Regions from separate parts of the Mus musculus genome. Here region 2 is linked to region 1. Evidence: chromatin contacts called from public Hi-C data. All regions are on one chromosome and are shown on one strand. Each heading gives the region's core, a stretch centred on a gene start, on an enhancer-like site or on the middle of the called end of the contact. The rest is flanking DNA. Distances are from core to core; before and after follow the strand shown. Region 1 holds the start of Aloxe3 (arachidonate lipoxygenase 3). Region 2 has its middle 17 kb from the start of Alox12b.

The links. A called contact is a pair of places that touch in the nucleus more often than the background predicts.
Region 2: a Hi-C map of myocytes shows a contact between it and region 1, with 2.4 times the contacts expected there. The contact joins the enhancer-like site here to the promoter of Aloxe3 in region 1. A contact is called at or near these places in 8 of 39 promoter capture datasets (the 3T3-L1 cell line, the SN4741 cell line, embryonic stem cells and 4 more), 1 of 15 datasets of contacts at CTCF or cohesin (the NIH/3T3 cell line), 13 of 484 Hi-C or Micro-C datasets (the HPC-7 cell line, LSK cells, Th1 cells and 7 more), 5 of 115 datasets of contacts at active chromatin or transcription factors (the SCID.adh cell line and embryonic stem cells) and 1 of 9 other capture datasets (adipose tissue).

The regions. Positions count from the first base shown.
Region 1 is chr11:69,124,184-69,130,498 of GRCm38.p6, reverse strand. Aloxe3 (arachidonate lipoxygenase 3) reads right to left here and starts at 4,122. Exons shown (of 15, transcript NM_011786.2): 1 at 3,950-4,122; 2 at 2,969-3,173; 3 at 1,803-1,884; 4 at 814-933; 5 at 369-494. The coding sequence starts at 4,096. n-TKctt27 (a tRNA gene) reads left to right here and starts at 5,251; the gene lies at 5,251-5,323. It overlaps n-TLtag3 (a tRNA gene), which reads right to left and starts at 6,258; the gene lies at 6,177-6,258. It overlaps n-TQctg6 (a tRNA gene), which reads left to right and starts at 5,821; the gene lies at 5,821-5,892.
Region 2 is chr11:69,170,476-69,176,899 of GRCm38.p6, reverse strand. No RefSeq gene overlaps it. Among named protein-coding and RNA genes, the nearest start is that of Alox12b, 17 kb to the right of the region's middle. Within about 2 kb of position 5,014, at least 25 of the 459 cell types and tissues checked have an H3K27ac peak or open chromatin away from gene starts, as enhancers often do. A contact at or near this core is called in muscle stem cells, myocytes and trophoblast stem cells, where this site is marked.

The sequences.
Region 1 (6,315 bases), core at 2,873-5,372:
TAGTGAATTCCAAGACAGCCAGGGCTATGTAGAAAGACCCTGTCTCAAAAAAAGAAACAACAACAAATTAAAGTTACACATCCAGAAAATATGGGCTTTGGAGTTGAACCTGAGATGGCCTGGCCTCACCTCCTCAAGGCTTAAGGACAAAGACTATCCTACTTCATTGGCCCCTGGGACCACACCCTGAATAGGGAGGAGATGAAGGACAAAGCAAAGGGAGGCTGGGAGGAAGGAAGGAAGGAATGTGAAGATCTGTGGGGAAATGGGGGCAGAGAGAAGGGCTGGGGCTGTCCTGTGAGGTGCCCCTGGTATGGATGGGAAAGAAGGGGCCAAGAGCAGAGGTGCAGGGGAAATGACAGGCTCACGCAGGAAGGGCGTTGAAGATCAGTGAGGCCGTCTTGGTGGCTGAGTATCGAATGTTGGGTTCCATGTGCAGCAGAGATGGGATGTCAATCTTCATAGGAAAGCCAGGCAGGTACCGGTTCCCAGAGCTGAGGAGGGGCAGGTAGAGAGGATAGAACCAGTCATTGGCCCTGGAGCCTGTCTCCCTTAATTCCTTTTCTCAGCTTGTCCCCAGATTTTCTAGTTCCTCTCTTACTAAGTCTCAACCCTGCCCTTTCTGCCCAAAGCAGAAGGAACCTCTTTCTTCCTCTGCTAACCACGTGAGGATCATCACTCGTCCCTCTCCTGAGAGGTGAAGAGAACTTGACATGGACTCGGATACCTCCCTCCGCTCTGCCAGCGTCCATCTCAACACACGGTGGTCTACTTTCCTCCCCTCCACCTCTTTCCCCAGCCTTCGCTTCTCACTTGTCATCCTGTTCTGCACAAGGTACTGTCTTGGTCAAGGCAAATTTCTTATCTGACTCCATCTCCTGAAAGCTGCTGACATCCACCATCCGAGGGAAGCCAGGGGCGAAGATCTTCCAGCTGCCCAGGGGGAGAGACAGAAGCAAAGGTTAATCTTGGGATTCACAGGGTCCTTTACTTCTGAAAATATGACTTCAGGTGAGCACTGCTGCTTTCTGCTTGCTGTATTCGTGACAAGAATTGGATTTCCTCCCTGAAGGCACTGGGCTTCACCATGTAGGGAGTGGAACGTGGGATCTTGTGCGTGCTAAGCACATACTGCACTGCTGAACCACGTCCCTAAGCCATCCCTAAGCCTCAGAGGAGTGCTGGGGGAATGACATAGATCCCAGCACCGATTCAGAGATGGGCTTATATTATGATTAAAGTAAAACGAGCTTGGTGACACACACCTGAAATCCCAACAATTTGAAGGGCTGACATAGACCAATCTGGGCTACACAGTAAGTGTTCCCAACCTCAAAAAAAAAAAAAAAAAAAAAAGTCTGGATGCGTTTGAGGGTTCACCAAGACTGGTAAATACAGTACTGTTTCCAATATGGGGATTTGATTTCCATCGGGACAGTAGAGGCTGAGAATGGTTAATTGATGGTCTTGGTTAAGTGTTGGCTTTGGGGTTTTATGAGAGTGTTCAAGGGATTGAACTTGGGGCCTAGAGAATGCTAGGCGAGCTCTCTACTCCTGAGCCACAGCTCCATTCCCTGCTGAAGGAACTGTTGATATTGGTATTCTGGGTCCAGACTCAGGATTACTGTTAGAGTGGAGTTAAGTTTAAATGATAATCCTAATCTGAATTGGGTTCCCAAGGGTTTTTTTTTGGGGGGGGGGTCGTTCCCAAGGTTTTAACTGAAGTTAGAATTAGGAACAATCTGAGTAAGGCTGAAGTCAGAATAACAGTGGGGCAAAGAGTCCAATCAGGCTGCTCTCACCGATAACATTCTTGGCGGGCTTGGAGTTCCCGTTTCCTGTGGTCCAGAAGGAGGGGAAGAGAATCCTGACAGATGGTTCTTGCTGTAGGGAGTGAAAGCCACTCTTTATATCAATCTCTTTTCAAACAGTACTTCCTGTTTCCAGTGTCTGAGCCCCCTAACTCTTTAGCACAATCTCTGCTATCATCTCCCCATGCATCGTGTTGGGGAATGTCTATATACGCTTTGTTCATCCATCATGAGTTGGAAGCTTTAGCAGTGTACCAAGTCATAGGTGTGTTCCTAACCATTCATGTTTGTCTCCTACATGACACACTCCTGAGGATACCAGTCATGTCATGCTCATTGTCTGTCCTTCCAGAGTCCAGCTTGGTGCCTGGCTATGCTAGGATACTCAGCATACACTTGATAACTACTGGATCAATACATTTTAATAAAGCCATCATGTTCTCTGATGATGAGTGGAGATTGATAGTAAAGTCAATGAAAAGGTCATTGTAGACTGTGGAATGATGTTCACTCACCTCACTCTAACACAGACACCCATCTCTCATCTCTGAGACTTATCATAACATACACACACACAACGCGTGCATACTTGTACACACACAAAATCCCAGTGTTACGTCTTTGGAACAAAGAGTTCTGGAGGCAAGAAAGGGCTCAAACCAGTATCCTTGAAATCCAAAATTCAACAAAAGAGCCTAACTCACTTCCCAGACCCTTCATCCCCACCAGAAAAGCTAGAAAAAAGTAAGGTACAGGATCTTTGCAGGTTAATTCTCTAAATATTCATGGCTTTTCTACCTGTTGAGATCTAGCTTGTACGTTTATTCCTTTCTGAGTTCCAGAAGACCATATTCTGGAGAAATGCAGAGGGATACCATTAGCTGCCTGCTATGGGAGTGTGAGTCTCTCTGTGTGTGCTTATCTGTGTCCGTCTGTCTGTGTGAGCCTGTCTGTGTGTACCTCCAGAACAATAAACACTACCCAGGAAGCTCTTGCATGTCAGGACTTTAGCAGTGCTCTTTATCAGACACTGTTGCTTTGGGATCCCGGCATTCCTAACCCCAGTCACATTCCCTACGCGCCGAGTTCTGTGAGACTCCATTCCTAACCTCACACGAAGCCTCTGCAGTACTGTGCAGTCTCTGTCCCTTGCCCACCTGTTCCTGGCCGCAGCTCCACAGTACAGTAGCCATCGATCCACTGGTAGCAGGGAAAGTGGACAGCAGAGCCATCGGGGGCAGTGACACAGATTCGACTGCAGTACCAAGGGTCCTTGCAGAAGAAAGCAAAGCGCTCCTTGTGTAAGCGCAACAGCAAGATCTCACCCAGCTCTGCTTCACAGCGCACCTTATACTTCTGAACCTGGAGTGAGGGAAGCAGCAAGCAGGCCTTTGAGCAACCAGGAACTGTCGAGGACATCTTTGCACTCTGAAGTGTGCATCAACACCGCTACCTTTCTGGGATATTGGCCTGAGCAGTCGTTGATCCATGTGGTTCCTTTGTGTGATTGAGAGAAAGAGCCCGTCTCCATCCAGAGAGGAGCAGGCACCATACTCAGTGCCTGAGTGAATTTTTGTAGGGATTCCTACCCTCACTGCCAGTAGTTCACTTTCATGTAGGGTCATTAGCAAACTAAACTAGCGACCGACAAAGCAGACCCCTCCCAAAGAACAGGAGACCCATGATCTGATCAGAGGAATCAATTTGGTCAAAGCCTAGTGTCAATTAGGGGAGGAGCCAGGCCAGGCAGTGGTGGCTTTTAATTCCCCCTGCACTCAGGAGGCAGAGGCAGTCAGATTGCTAAGTTCAAGGCCAGCCTGGTCTACACAGAGAGTTCTAGGACAGCCAGGGCTACACAGAGAAACCCTGTCTGGAAAAACCACAGAAAATAATAACAATAACAACAATGATAGGAGAAGCCAGGAAGTTAGGGGAAGTCCCCAGAATCCATTCCAAATGCCCTTCCCCACAGCCCTGTCTCAGAACAATTGGTATGGTTTATCGTCTCCCAAAAGTCAGGGATGTCAAAGAAAATGATCACAGGACATAGCAGGCATCCTGAGTTCAGCAGGACTTGACGAATCCAACAAGAATAATCCTCACTTCCTTCAGGTTCCCCATCTCTCCTCTGTACTCACCGATCCAGAGGCGAAGTCCCTGCCTACGCGATCCAGCTTCTGCTTAGGGCTTTCACCACAGGTGCCTACCAATGTAGCATAGATGTTATCCAATGTGCCAGCCTTCAGGTAGGAACCAGTGGTCACACACAGCCGATATACTGCCATGACTGGACCCAATAACCCCAAACCAGTAGCTAGCCTAGAGAAGGTACGCTACAGGTAAGAGAGAGTCAGCTCCTGGGCAGGAGGCTGGGGGCTGGGGAAGGGTGGGCCTGAGGAAGGATCCAGCTCTAGGACGTTCCTGGGCTCGCGCGCGCTCTCTCTCTTTCTCGATCTCTCACGGCAGCTCCGCTGGTAGCTCGGGAGTACTATCCCCACCCACCGACTTGCACCCTAATACTTGTTTGCATGCCTCTGACACAGCCTGTCCCTCTGGCTGGCTCATCCAGATGGATATCAGAAGCCTGGGCCCATTGGTGAGGGAGGGAATAAGGAAGGAGGGACCAAGTGGCAAGTGGAAGACAGGGAGGAGGTGACGCGTGTTGGGACACTACTTTGTGTCTGATCAGTGGCTTGACTAATGTCCTGAAGCCCATGTTCACCCATTCCCCAGATTCCACCTAGAGCCTTTTCCTCCTATTTCCAAACCAGAAATGGGCACCAGAACACCAGAATTCCTACATGTGAATCACCCACGTGAATCACACCGTGCATCGGAAAGCTGCACCAATTCATAAATGCCAGGTGACCTCATCAACAATCAAGTGAATAACACACATCTTAGCACGTGACAAGGCCATCATGTTCTCCTTCCTGCCACCGACCCACCCATCTCCTCCTAAAGTCTAGTCTTCTCTCTGTCTCCAGTTTTTGTTATTCCCGACCTCAATCACTCCTTTGAGATAGGACCTGCCTGCCAAGTGAGTGGAAGCCTGCCCGACAGCATCTGGAGGCCCTCATGTGACATTCTTTACGCTCCAGGTCCTCCCTCAGCCAGCCTGCTGAACCGTGGGAGGCACCCTGTATGCCCTAGGTGTCCAAGATATAGGTCACAAGGACCAGGGAAGAAAAAAAATAGACTCTACCGGGGAAACCTGTGGCCCGCAGCGGCCCCGCGTGGCTGGTCTAGGCACCTCTAGATTCCTGCTTGAGTGGCGCTCCTGCCCTCCTTAACTTCTAATAAAAGCCGAGGCGTTAGCGACTAGGTTTCAGTAAGTCAGAGTCTCGGACAAAAACGAACTTCATCCTTTAAATACACACAAGAATACGTAGGTATCATAATAAATTCATTTAGGCAAAAGTGGAGAGCTTTGCTAAGAGCCCGGATAGCTCAGTCGGTAGAGCATCAGACTTTTAATCTGAGGGTCCAGGGTTCAAGTCCCTGTTCGGGCGCTTAGCTTTTTGTGGGAATCTGCACTTACAAACACTATTGTTAGGCTGTCTTGTTTGACAATAGCTCTATAATAACAAAGTAATTGCATTCTTTTTAAAAGGAAATGTAAATTGAACGTAAGTTCCGAACAATCAGAAGAGGGAACAGCATTACGTTAAAGTACTAGCTATACAAACGAGGAATACATCAAAGAGAGTAAAAAGAAAATGGGGAAGTTAATATTATTAATATTAATAATATACTTCATTTACTACAATATTTGAAAATCTTATTTTAACCCTAATTGGTGTTTTAAAATCCGCATTTTAACGAATTTTTAAATTATCTTCCTTAATTTTCATGTTTAGAAGAAAGCACTCATATTTCAGGTACTCAATAATCACATTTTAGTAGTTGGCTTCATGTGTTTGTTTTGGTTTGTTTGAATAAATGGAGTGATATGCAAAATGGGATATAGAATAATGTATATAATTTCTGAGAGCACTACAGAAGAGGGGGTTCCATGGTGTAATGGTTAGCACTCTGGACTCTGAATCCAGCGATCCGAGTTCAAATCTCGGTGGAACCTTAGCATTTTGCTAGTACATCAACATAATAAATATATTTGTTTGTAATTTTTCATGCTTAGTATGTCTGTTACAGATATTCTAGTATAATTTTTTAAATTACACTTATATACACCAAGATCTGCGCTGAATTAGTGTATAAGAATACTTATTTCAACAATGTTTGTCACGTCTTGTCTATGAATATGGAAGCAATCTTGGGTTTTGTTGACAAGCCAAAGTTCATAGCCAAGCAGTGGCTTGTTCTCATAAAACTAAAGAGGCCTTCAGGAGAAAAACTCTGGCCTGGCAGCGGTGGGATTCGAACCCACGCCTCCGAAGAGACTGGAGCCTAAATCCAGCGCCTTAGACCGCTCGGCCACGCTACCCGCATGGAAGCTGCTATTTCCCGTCGTCTTCCTAAGAGAGTAGAAGGAAGTCTTCTC
Region 2 (6,424 bases), core at 3,765-6,264, 46 kb before region 1:
CCTGGCTAATTTTAAGAAGAAAGAAAAATATTACCCAAAACTAAATTAAAAAGACAACTGCCTCTCTCTGTGTGTCTGTCATTCTGTCTCTGTCTCTGTCTTTCTGTCTCACTCTGTCTCTCTGTGTCTCATCTCTCTGTCTCTCTATCTGTCTCTCTGTCTGTCTCTAACTCTGACTGTGTGTGTGTGTGTGTGTGTGTGTGTGTGTGTGTGTGTGTGTGTGTGTTGCCTGCATGTATATCTGCACATGGTGACCCTATCTCCAAGGGACAAGACATCAAACTCCAAACTCTATCTCTGGTTCCAGCTGAGACTCCAGCTATCCTGTCAGGCTAGTGGCTTGTGGCTTGAGGGGAGGGGGAACCTGGTGAGAAGGAAAGGGACAGAAAGGGGGCAGGACCTAGGCTCCGACTGCAGAAGGACAGACAGGTCAGAGTGCTTGTGGGTCTATGTGACCACAGAATTGACAGGAGATGATGGGGGTTAGGGGAGGAGGCAGAATGGGAGATACTGGCAGGGGTGGGAAGTGATTTGGGGGTCTGGGCAAGAAGTGTTTGGTGATTAAGAGCACTGGCTGTTTTTTCCAGAAGACCAGCATTGTATTCCCAGCACCTACATGGCTATTCACAACGGTCCATAACATGAATCTGAGAACCTCATAAAACACCCATACTCATAAATAAGAAGAGGAGGAGGGGGAGAAGGGGAGGAGAAGAAGGAGAGGAGGAGGAAGGAAGAGGAAGAAGAGGAAGAGGAGGAGGAGAAAGTTGAGTGGTTGGGAGGAGTCTTACTTGGAGATGGGGCCATGGAGGACTATTGTAGAAGAAGAGGAACTCATTCTAACTAGAGGTCAGGTGGGTCCTGGGAAGAGAAGCCATGCCTGAAAAAGTCATCAGTGAGGTGGGGAGAGAGGGTGGTGGCTGGGACTAGGCTCCTTTCTCTTCCCATCAGTTTTGCTTCTCCCCAGTTCCCCTCTACTCCCAGCTATTAATCTGGAACCAGTGATTGGCTTAAGCTGCTTAAGAGGAGTGAGGGGAGGCATCTCCACCCTCAGGCAAAGAAGAAACACAAACCAAGGAGCCAGCGGCCAGTGGAGTTTGGAGGGGAGGCTGGGATGCTAAGAAATGGATACAACTCCTCCTCTCTCTCCTTTCCTCCCCACAGTCATCTGGCAGGGCAGTGGCCCTTTGCTCTCTGCCTAGTGCAGCACAGAAATTAACAGAAGGCTGCAGAAAGATTGGTGAGCTGTTTGGGAGGTTGCTGGTCCCTAGAGTATGCCCTCAGGGTTCGTTCCGGCATTGTACCCGTGGTGGTTTGAATAGGCATGACCCCCATAGATTCATGTGTTTGAATGCTTGGCCATAGGGAGTGGCACTAGGCTCCTAGGCACTAGGAGGTGTGGCCTTGGAGTAGATGTGGCCTTATTGGAAGAAGTGTGTCACTGTGGAGGCAGGTGTCAAGGTCTCCTATATTCAAACTATGCCCAGTGAGGCACACAGTCTCTTGCTGCCTACTTCTGATCAAGATGTAGAACTCTCAGCTACCTCTCCAGCCCTGTGGGTACTGCCGTGCTTCCTACCATGACGATAACGGATAGAACCTCTAGACTGTAAGGCAACGCAATTAAATCCTTTCCTTTATAGAAGTTGCCATGGTCACCGTGTCTCTTCACAGCAATAAAACCCAAACCAAGACAGCACCTCACAGGGTTTCCAAAAGCAGACTCTCAGAATTCCACATCTTCGAGGTCACACGAGTCATACACACTTCCTGCGGCGCAAACACTACTCCTCCGCCTTCCTTAGGCACCTGCAGCCTCTGTCCCTGGCAGCAAACCAGGCAACCAGGCAAACTGGGGAAAACAAATCCGGGCTTTGGAGTCTGCTCATCGCCACCCTGTCCACCACCCAGTAGACCACTCTGTCCTCTATACTGGGTGAACCACGGTCATCCTCTGAGGCTCTGTACCTTGGTCGTTAACTAGAGGCCTAGTTGGTAGCCACCCCAACTCTGCTGCAGCACCAGCATCCCACCACTCAGGTCAGCAAAGTGGGGCCATGTGGCTGGCAGTCTGTGGAGGAGGACAATGGCACATCCCCAGGACAGCCACAGCCTGCTGCCAAGGCTGCATTTCCTGATGCTAGGCCGGGCCTCCGTGGCCCAGGCTCCTCCCTAGTTTGGATTTTTGCTACGTGCGGTATTTTCTCCTCTTTAATTTGCATCTTGGTGTAAAGGTCGCACTAGTTGGTGTCAGAGGAAAAAAAATGCACTTTGGCGTCGTAGAGGGTGCCATCCACCCTCATTGAAACCTTTGACAGTTCTGTCATGACTCCTGAAGGGACCCTAGCCAGCCCAAGCATGGCAAACATAGCTCTGGCAGACCTTGCCGTTTTCCCTCTCTCCCTCTGACTTGCTAAGAACTGTTAGATTACATTCCTCAAGCTAGCCACCAAGATCTATTCCCTTATCTGGCCATTTCCTTCTCTGGAAGCTGACCACCAAGGCCCAGCTATCAAAATATTAAAATCCAGCAATCAAAAGCTCCCTTTGGCTCACCTAATTAACATACCCAAAAGTAAACACCTCATCCTAACGTGAGGCTTCCCCCTTGAACCTTTATAAACTACCTATGGGCCACATCTGTCTCCTGTCTATCCAGAGGCAGTCCTTTGTCCCACTCCAAAACAAAGACCCTTTCTCCTCTCCCTTGTTCCCTTCCCCTTCTCCCTATCCTCTTGTAGAAGTTAGGTCTGTTCTTCCTCCCAGCCCCACGCTCCCAGAAATAAAATTCAGACTCAAAATATATTTACAAATACCTTGCCCACATAGCTAGGTTCTTCTCTGACTCATAACTTAAAATAACCCATTTGTTCTCATCTACATTTTGTCACATGGCTGGTTACCTGTGCTCAGGTACCAAGCGTCTGTCTTATTATATCTTCCCAGGCAAATCTCCCTTGCCTGGCTCTGTCCCAGAATCCTTTCTGCCTACACAATGTCCCATCTCCTATTCCCTGCCTAAGCTAGAGGCCATCAAATTTATTATTGGCTGGTGCCACGTCCATACACATACGAGATATTTTTTCTACATCTCCTGGCTTTTTGTCTCGTATTCCCTGCCCTTTGTCCCTCTAGGGCAAATCAAGCTCTTTTGTGCTGGAGACTTGGTCTTGGGGTGTCCTGGGTCAATTCTGTTTTGCTTTTGTCTTTTTCAACTCCAGCAGTTGAAAAGTAACCCTTCTAGGAGGTGTCCCCTGGCATCTTTTGCATCCTTCTGGTCTCTGTCTCACTAGACATCTGCGTGACATTAGACTGGTATAGAGGAGTTGGCCTTGGTCACTTTACATCCTGGAAATAAAAAAATGTTAGCAACTTCAGCCACCGAGGAAGCAAAATCACAGCTGGAAAGTTAGTTAGCTTTCCCAGGGCTGCACGAAGCTAGTCAGCAGACCATGTGGTTGGCCCCGTGGCTGTGGTACTGAGTTACACTTCTTCAGTCTCAGTCTGATGCTCCCCTGTCCCCTCATCCCACTTTACTCAGACACCTAAGCAAGATACTCCCATCTAAGCAAGATACTCCCATCTAAGCAAGATACTCCCATCTAAGCAAGATACTCCCATCTAAGCAAGATACTCCCATCTTCCTGCCCAGTGACCCAGCAAAACACTGGCTCCTGGCCAAGATGGGTGCATCACGCCGTAGCACTGGTGCCTGACCGGTCACTGTCCCCTCTGAATGCAGTACCTTTGCGACGCGTACCACCCATCCTCACTATGAAGAGGAGCTCCGCCTCCATGCCCAGAGCTGCAGAAGACTTAGGCTGCCTCTGCTGACTTCTGGCTCTGGACACCGTCCACATCAGCATCCAGGAAAGCACCGAGACAAACTGAGGGTCCTCTGGCCTTCACAGCCCATCACTGGAATAGGAGGACTCCTTGAAACCAAATACCAGAAGACTGGCAGCCGGCCTCTGCCTGTCTTGCCTGCTGACTGATCTAGAGGTCCAGGATTTCCCCCACTACTACCACCAGAAGTGTTTGCTCTGTAACCAAGCCATCATGGAAAAGTGAGGCTCCCTGTGGCCTAAGGGCTTTGAATGACTCACTCTCTGCCACATTTTGTTGAGTTATTACCAACCCACACTACCGCTCCACCACCACCACCACCACTACCACCCCATCCCTGCATGAACCCTCCTCTGAATTCTCAAGGCCTTCCTGTCTCACCTTCTTTTTCCCAGCTGTGGGACCTTGGGAAAGTCTCTTAACCTCTCATGTGACATGTCAGGCATTCGGTTATCTGTCTCATAAATTGCTGTTTAAACTAACTGCAAAGCCCTGATATCTGACACAGGTGAAGCAGGCAGGCTTTCTGAGAATGAACTGTTAGTGTGATTGCTGTTATGGGGTATGGGCCATGCAGCCACTGCTTTACAGTGGCTCACTGTTCCCTGTCTAGGGCTTTCCCGGGGTTACACTGCTTAAACTAAGGGAAGTCCTTAGGTTACACATACCTCCTGCCTTCACTCTGAATAAGTGTATGTGTGTGTGTGTGTGTCCATGTAAGGGCATATGCCTGTGTATACACTGAGGCCAAAGGAGGGAGCCAGATCCCTTACAACTGGAGTTACAGCATTTGTGAGCTGTCCAGCTTGACACAAAGGTGCTGGATCCAAACTGCCGTCCTCATTGCTCAGCAGGGCAAGCAGACATCACTCCTGAAGCATTTCTCCCAACCCTCTAGATTTTGTTCTGCTTAGGTTTTTTGTTTTTTGTTTTTTGTTTTCAAATTTACAGACTCTCCCACCCAGAATCTTCCTTCCCTTCCTATTCTTTCTCTATTTCAACGCGGATAAGTCTTTTGACTACAAAAACAAAACAAAACAAAACAAAAACAAACAAACAAAAACAAACAAACAAACAAAAACGAAAATAAGATAAACCTTGTCAACCTATGAAAACACATCCGCGGCCAGCAGGGCCCTCAGTCTGCCCCCTAGTGGAGCACAGCCAATACTGCACTCTGTGGAGCTGGCCGTTTTCCCTCCTTGGCTTGCCTTTCCTCTTTTTCAGGGCAGCTGCATCCACCCCTCTTCCCTGGGGAGCAGCGATGCCTTCCAGCTGTTAGTCAGCATGTACTCTCAAGTCCCAGGCTTTGTAAGTAATACTGTCAACAAGTATTCCCCAACAACAGAACAGTGGGTAGGACTCAGAGCTCCAGGCTTCCCACCGCCCCCCCCCCCCCCGGGGTGCAGGGTTTGATTGGTTTTCTAGATTTATTTTCTATGTATGTTTTGCTCACATATACGTCTGTGCACCTCATGTGTGCCTAGTGCCTATGGAGGTCAGAAGGTGGCATCAGATCCCCTAATATTGGAGTTCTGCACAGTTATGAGGGTCTGTAGGTGTTCAAGTGCTGAGCCATAGGTCTCTCCAACCCCAGAGTAGTTCTATGAGGGCTTTCTGAGTCTGATCTTAAGTGAGACGTCTATCCAGACCCTGTTGTGTGACAATTTTTCCTGTGGAGATGCAACACACACACACCAATCACACTTGTAACATCACACAGAAAGGAAGCCCACAATGGACCAAAATACAGGTATCACCAGACTCCAACTTGGTAAACCAATGAGTTTTATTGGAGTTACTTACAGGAGCAGATATAACTCAAAACCACTGCGTTACCAAAGCCCACACTAGCATGTGTGATGGCTCACAGAAGCTGGGAGCCTGGAATGGACCACACAGCCCTTCGACAGCTCAACAGTTAAGACTGCCCTTTCCAGGCAGCTCCGGTGGTCTCTGCTTTTTCCAGGTGGCTGACCTTACCTGAAAAACCTATCTTGGTTTCTCTGAGAGTGCTTAGCAGAGGCCTTTACTGTTTATATACTCTTCGGGGTGGGGAGGGCCTGGCTGATGGATCTGGTCAGTTTCAGGGACTTTCTGAAGCTATTTGAGTTGTTTATTCTCTGTCCTATTGAGCCCTCTGCTATAGAATGTTTCCATCTTGGAGAAAACTGCTACAACACCACACCCACCACCACCACCATCATCCCAACCCCACTCTCCCACCCAGCCCCCACTCCCCACCCGAGCAGTTCCATTTCCCCAAGGCAGCCTCCCATTAGGCCTCAGCTCTGCTGGCTCCTCCTTACTGCCTTCCGTGTACCCAGCTGCCCTGGCCTCATCTGCTCTACCGTACTCAGTTGTTCAGTGGTCAGGGTGACACCTAGGGTGGTGAACATCGTCACAGAAGGAGGGGACTGAGCACAGCAGCCCTGCTCTCTAAACTGACTAAATTTAGGGCATCAGCTTGACTTCAGTTCCTGGATCTCCAATATGCCTACCCAACCAGGCAGCTGTCCCCCACCTCCGACCAAAAGCCAGTAGCCTCACTTCCTGTCAAGGCCACGTACCAGGTTCT